2 separate regions of the Bos taurus genome follow, and region 2 is linked to region 1. Evidence: chromatin contacts called from public Hi-C data. All regions are on one chromosome and are shown on one strand. The core of a region is the stretch at or near the end of the contact, and the rest is flanking DNA. Distances in the headings are between cores, read along the strand shown.

Region 1 (2,700 bases), core at 99-2,598:
CATTCCCTAATGATGTACTTGCTGTCTTCACATTATACTTCTCTTGGTACACCCTGTTTTCCCAGGATGAGTCCCTTCTGCCATCTTTGCTCATCAGAAACCCCATCACCTTTGACGGTACCCTCGAAGGAGCGATTACTGGTCACCTCCGGACTCTGAATCCTAGTTAGTCTATGCCTGGATAGCTCTTGTCATAGACAGCTGGAGAATGATTAGCACAACTTCTTTTCCTCTTCTAGGTTGTAAGTCCCATGGAGGTAGGAAGTTTAGTTCTTACATGTCAGTCCTTAATAAATATTTGTTGAACAAATAAGGCCCCTTTGTCACTTTCTTGTCTCCTCAGTTGAACTTGATAGTTTCCTCTACTGTTTAAACAGAGGAGGACAGAGTATATGTACAGTCCGGATTTGATTTTATGTCACCAACTTGCACTTTCTGAGTACCTGCTGAATGTTAGAAACTGTGCTATTGCTAGGGTCAAAAATAATAATTGCAGCTACAATTTACTGAGCCCTTCCTAGGTGCTAGGCACCATGCTAAACTGTTTTTTTAAATATTATCTCACTTAACACTCAAGATAACCTTTCAGTGTATTGTCATGAAAGCTATATGGTTCAGAGAGGTTAGTACCCTGCTCAAGGTCAGCAGCTAGTCAGAGGTAGAGCCAGGATTTGAAACTAGGTTGTCTACTCCCAAACCTGTGCTCTTAATCATGTTAATAAGAGTTCTACCTTTTGAGTTACTAAGTGTCCAGTAATGAAGATATGTGAGCTGGTCCACATCTTCTTCTCTGACTTTTACCTTGTAATACCACGCTTGAACCACACTGGCCTTCCAGAGTCGCTTCATTGTACCAGACCTGTTCCTGCCCCAGGACCCTTGGACCTACAACAGTGCAGACAGCCGCTTAGAATGCTGTCAGTGCTGACCTTCACATCACTGGCATGTCTTGATTAGAAAGTCATCTCCTAGAAATACTTCCCTGAACTCCTCATTTAAAGTAACATTCCACTTTCCCACCTGCTCTGTGCTCCCTCTACCCCAGTTACCCTGGTTCATTTTCTTCTGGTATTTCTATCACTGTCTGCATTGATCGCATGTACTTGTGAATTTATTCTTTTCCCCTACTAGAATTGAAGTCCAGCAAGAGTAAAATTTATTCACCACTGAATCTCCAGTATCTAGAACAGGCCTTGTGTGTTGAACAAATGGGTGAATTTTTGACAGCTAACTGTTTCAGATTGGGTTCCGGAAAAGTATACACTGAAATGGACTTTTTAGTGCAAGATGTTGTTGGGAATCAATACTCGCAAAAGACAGGGGAAGCGGCAGGATTGAACAGAGGGAGGAATTGAGTTGTGCAAAGAGCCAACTCTTTGCAACAGAGAGTTGGATCCAACAGAGCTTCAGTCAACCCTGTAGCAAGTTTTAGAGTTAAAAAAAAAAAAATCTTCCCACTAGAATTTGCTGTATGACACAAGAAGTTCAAACCGGTGCTCCATGGCAACCTAAAGGGGCGGGATGGGGTGGAAGGTGGGACAGAAATTCATAAGGGAGTTATTGTTGTTCAGTCACTAAGTTGTGTCTGACTCTTTGTGACCCCATGGATTGCAGCACCCCAGGCTTCCTTGTCTTTCAGTATCTCCCGGAGTTTGCTCAAACTCGTGTCCATTGAGTCAGTGATGCCAACTAACCATCTCATCCTTTGTCACCCCCTTCTCCTCCTGCCCTCAATCTTTCCCAGTATCAGAGTCTTTTCTAGTGAGTTGCCTTTTTGCATCATGTGGCCAACATATTGGAGCTTCAGCTTCAGCATCAGTCCTTCCAATGAATATTCAGAGTTGATTTCCTTTAGGATTGACTGGTTTGATCTTGCAGTCCAAAGGACTCTCAAGAGTCTTCTCCAACACCACAGTTCAAAGCATCATATCTTGATGCTGGGGGACATATGTATACCTATGGCTGATTCATACTATAAAAAATTATTCTTCAATTAAAAATAAATTTTAAAAAGAGAGAGAAAAAAATCCCTCCACTAGACTAATAATAAGCTAGCATTATATTAATAATTAAAAATCAGGTTTAGTCTAGAACTTGCTGTGGACTTTATACTCCCTCCCCCCTCCACTGATGCCCCCTTAGTTAAGGGGTATGGGTGTGATCTACTCCTGGAAGGTCATGACCTCAGGCAAGGAGACCTCTAAAACTGGGGCTGACCCTGAAGGAGTTAATGTTGGATGCTGTTTGCTGACTATCCTCCCATAGCCAGAAATCGAACCCTTCCTTACAGAGGCCTTTGGTCAATGAGTTTTAGTATCTACTAACTAATGACAGTATTATAAATAGTGCGTACCTTATGCATGATTGTCTCTATTGTTGATGTAAGTGGTGTTCTTCAGAATTAATTTACATCTAAAAGCTGGGAGTATTTATACCAGAAATTTTAAAGCAAATCAGTACTTGTTGCTTTCAGATCACCCATTACTTTGATTCACATATGATATTCAATGACCTTTCTCTCTCTTTCTCTTTCTAATATATGTTTGGCATTATAATTTTTCAAAATGCACCAAAAACTTGCCTAGAATTATTATTATGATGACTGTTTTATAGTTAGTGACAGATTTTCAAGGTGATCACATTTTTTAACCTTTGTAAGTTCTGGTAAACTAAAGTTTCTTTTTATTTTTTCTGTAAAGC
Region 2 (2,700 bases), core at 44-2,543, 560 kb after region 1:
GTTTCTCTTCTTGAGGTGTAGCTTGCATGCAGTAAAGTGCATAAGTCTTCAGTATGCAGTTCACTGAACTTTCCTGTGTTCTTCTAATCAAGTCTCGGTGTACAGCAGTTTTGCCTGCGTATGAACCTCTTACACATGAACTCAGATAAAATGTGCTCTTTTGTGACAGGCTTCTTTCATTCAGCTTTCTGTTTTTGCAGTTCAGCCAAGGTATTGTGTATATACATGTCATTTATCCTTTTATATCACTGTATAGTATTCTATTGTGTGCCTCTGCCAGAGTTTATCCATTGAATTAGGTGTTTGTCCTCATCATTATCATCATAATCCCATTTTGCAAATGAGGAAAGAGGGGCCCTTGAGCTGCTTAACTAAGTTTTTAGCCTGAAGTCTCAGAGTGCAGTTGACTCCAAGCAGGAACTTGAATCCAGACTCCTAACTCTAAAACTAACTCGTTACCTGGGCAACAGAGCCTCCCTCCCTCCTGCAGTGCTGGGGTGGGCAGAAATGAACTCTGTCCCACATGGTCATGAGCTCCTTCTCCCCGAAATACTACTGGGAGTCAGGAGCAGCTACCTGACTGGCTTCCGGTGGTGAGAAAATTGCCTCTGCTTTGGCCATTGCCAATATTTATTTTTCACTATCCCCCTGATAGCACAGGCACAGTCGTCACTCCCAGCCCTGTACCTTGAGACCCAGCCTCTGCCGATATGTCGAAAGAACTGCAAACAGCCTACGTGTGGTGGAGGCAGCCTTGGCCCCCGATCAGCAACTAGCTCTCGTGGGCAAGTGGAGCGATCCCAACCTGGCATGCGAGTAGCCCCTGCCCTATTCCCTCAGAGACTAAGTTCCCACAGTGGTAACTCAGATGTAACCCTTCAAGGCTCCTGGAGAAGTATCATAAGTCCTTGGAGGTTTCTCTGTAGGCCAAGCTTTACCCACCGAGAGGTGGGTCATCCTAGGGCCCTCCAGTGCTGATCTGACCTCAAGAAAAGGCCAAGATTCCACCTCGCTTCCCACCTCTCTGAATCCTCGTTTGCTGGCAGAGGCCGGCCTGAGGGGGCCACCTGCAAGGAGAGGGGAGGACCGTGGCTGGTCACCTGTCCCCGCCCCCTGAACTCAGGTAGCATTCAGGTCCATCCAGCCAGATGTGATTCAATGATTGGTTACATGCAGGGAGGGAGACCCTGGGGGAAGAAGGGCACAAGGCCAACTCTCGAGGCAGCCCCAGGCACCCTTTGCCCTGTCAGTCATTAACAGAAGCCACCCCATGACAGGCAAAGAAGGGGAAAGTCCAAGGCGGTGGCCTGCCCCTCCTCCTGGGCACCGTCCTCCAAACACTTCAATCCAGGGCCCCGTGGGACATGAGATCATGACACCCAGTGGAGGGGGTGCGTGCAGAGTCATCTAATCCAACTGGTCGCCTCTCACGTCCCTGCAAAATCTCCAGAAAAGCCAAGGGAGATAGGAACTAACACTGTCAATCTGCAGTTACTATGGGGGACTATGCCAAAAGCATTTGGTGTCTGAGACATAATAGTGAAAGGCAGGCATGGAGCTGGCCTACTTGTGTTCAAATCCTGACACTTCTAACCATGTGACAAATGAGGGAACTTCTCTGCACCCCAAATTCTCCATCTGTAAAATCGTGGTAGTATTGAACTTCCTCTGAGTGTTCACTATGAGCATTTAACGAGTTAACACACACAAAGTTCTCAGACTACCTGGCACTGATGGAGAGCAATCATTGGTATGGTTCGCTTAATCCTCACAGTCACCCCTTAAGATACAGATGGAAAATTCAAGGTTGAGTCACTCACCCAAGGAACAAGCTGGCATAAGTAGAGCTGGGATTTGAACCCAAGTTGAAGGGCTCCAACCTCCATGCCATAAAAACATCTTCCTGCTTTGACCATGTCTGCCCATAACCAGTGCTTTTTATGATCCACTTGAATGCAAAACCTGTCTCACATTTGCCTCCCCATTCCTCCCAAAGGTCCCCCCACTTTCACCAGGGTAACACTGAGGTAGAGCAGGCTCCCAAACTCCTCCCCAAAAGTGAGGCTTCAAGGCCCAAAAAGGTGAATCATTGCTCAGTGGCCAAAAGAGCTGATGTCTTTGAGCTGCTGCAAGGGGAAAAGTTTAACCAAAAGCCAGACCATAAGTTGCAGACCTGATGCTGGGAAAGATTGAGGGCAGGAGGAAAAGGGGGAAACAAAGAATGCGATGGTTGGATGGCATCACTGACTCGATGGACATGAGTTTGAGCAAGCTCCAGGAGATAGTGAAGGACAGGGAAGCCTGGAGTGCTGCAGTTCATGGGTTGCAAAGAGGTGGACACAACTGAGCGACTAAACAACAACAAAATGATTTGCAGGGCCAACAGCCATGGAGGCCCTGCCCAGCCAGGACAGACCTTGCAAAGACCCCCAAAACAGAGATGCCCCAAGTTTCAGGGAAGGAGGTGAGGACGTAGGCCTCTTGCCCCAGGAAGCTGGCTGACAAAGGCAGGCCTGGCCTTTCCTGCCCCACCTTCCTCTCTGGAGGCCTTACTTCCCGCTCTCTCTGCATAGCTCTTATCTTCTCTGGCCACAGAGGGGCTCAGGGAGGTTCCCTGCCAGCTCTGGGCTCACACCTCCTTGGACTCCCTGCCAGCCCAGAGCACAGGACTAGGGCTGCTTTCAAGGCCTTTCATCACCT

What was found. A called contact is a pair of places that touch in the nucleus more often than the background predicts.
Region 2: a contact with region 1 is called in a Hi-C map of liver, with 2.1 times the contacts expected there. The contact joins two enhancer-like sites. A contact is called at or near these places in 2 of 11 Hi-C or Micro-C datasets (liver and skin fibroblasts).

What each region holds. Positions count from the first base shown.
Region 1 is chr10:80,053,318-80,056,017 of ARS-UCD2.0, forward strand. The region is part of intron 7 of RAD51B (RAD51 paralog B); the gene reads left to right. Among named protein-coding and RNA genes, the nearest start is that of RAD51B, 380 kb to the left of the region's middle. Within about 2 kb of position 1,349, at least 3 of the 102 cell types and tissues checked have an H3K27ac peak or open chromatin away from gene starts, as enhancers often do. A contact at or near this core is called in liver, where this site is marked.
Region 2 is chr10:80,609,833-80,612,532 of ARS-UCD2.0, forward strand. No RefSeq gene overlaps it. Among named protein-coding and RNA genes, the nearest start is that of ZFP36L1, 8.9 kb to the right of the region's middle. Within about 2 kb of position 1,294, at least 12 of the 102 cell types and tissues checked have an H3K27ac peak or open chromatin away from gene starts, as enhancers often do. A contact at or near this core is called in liver, where this site is marked.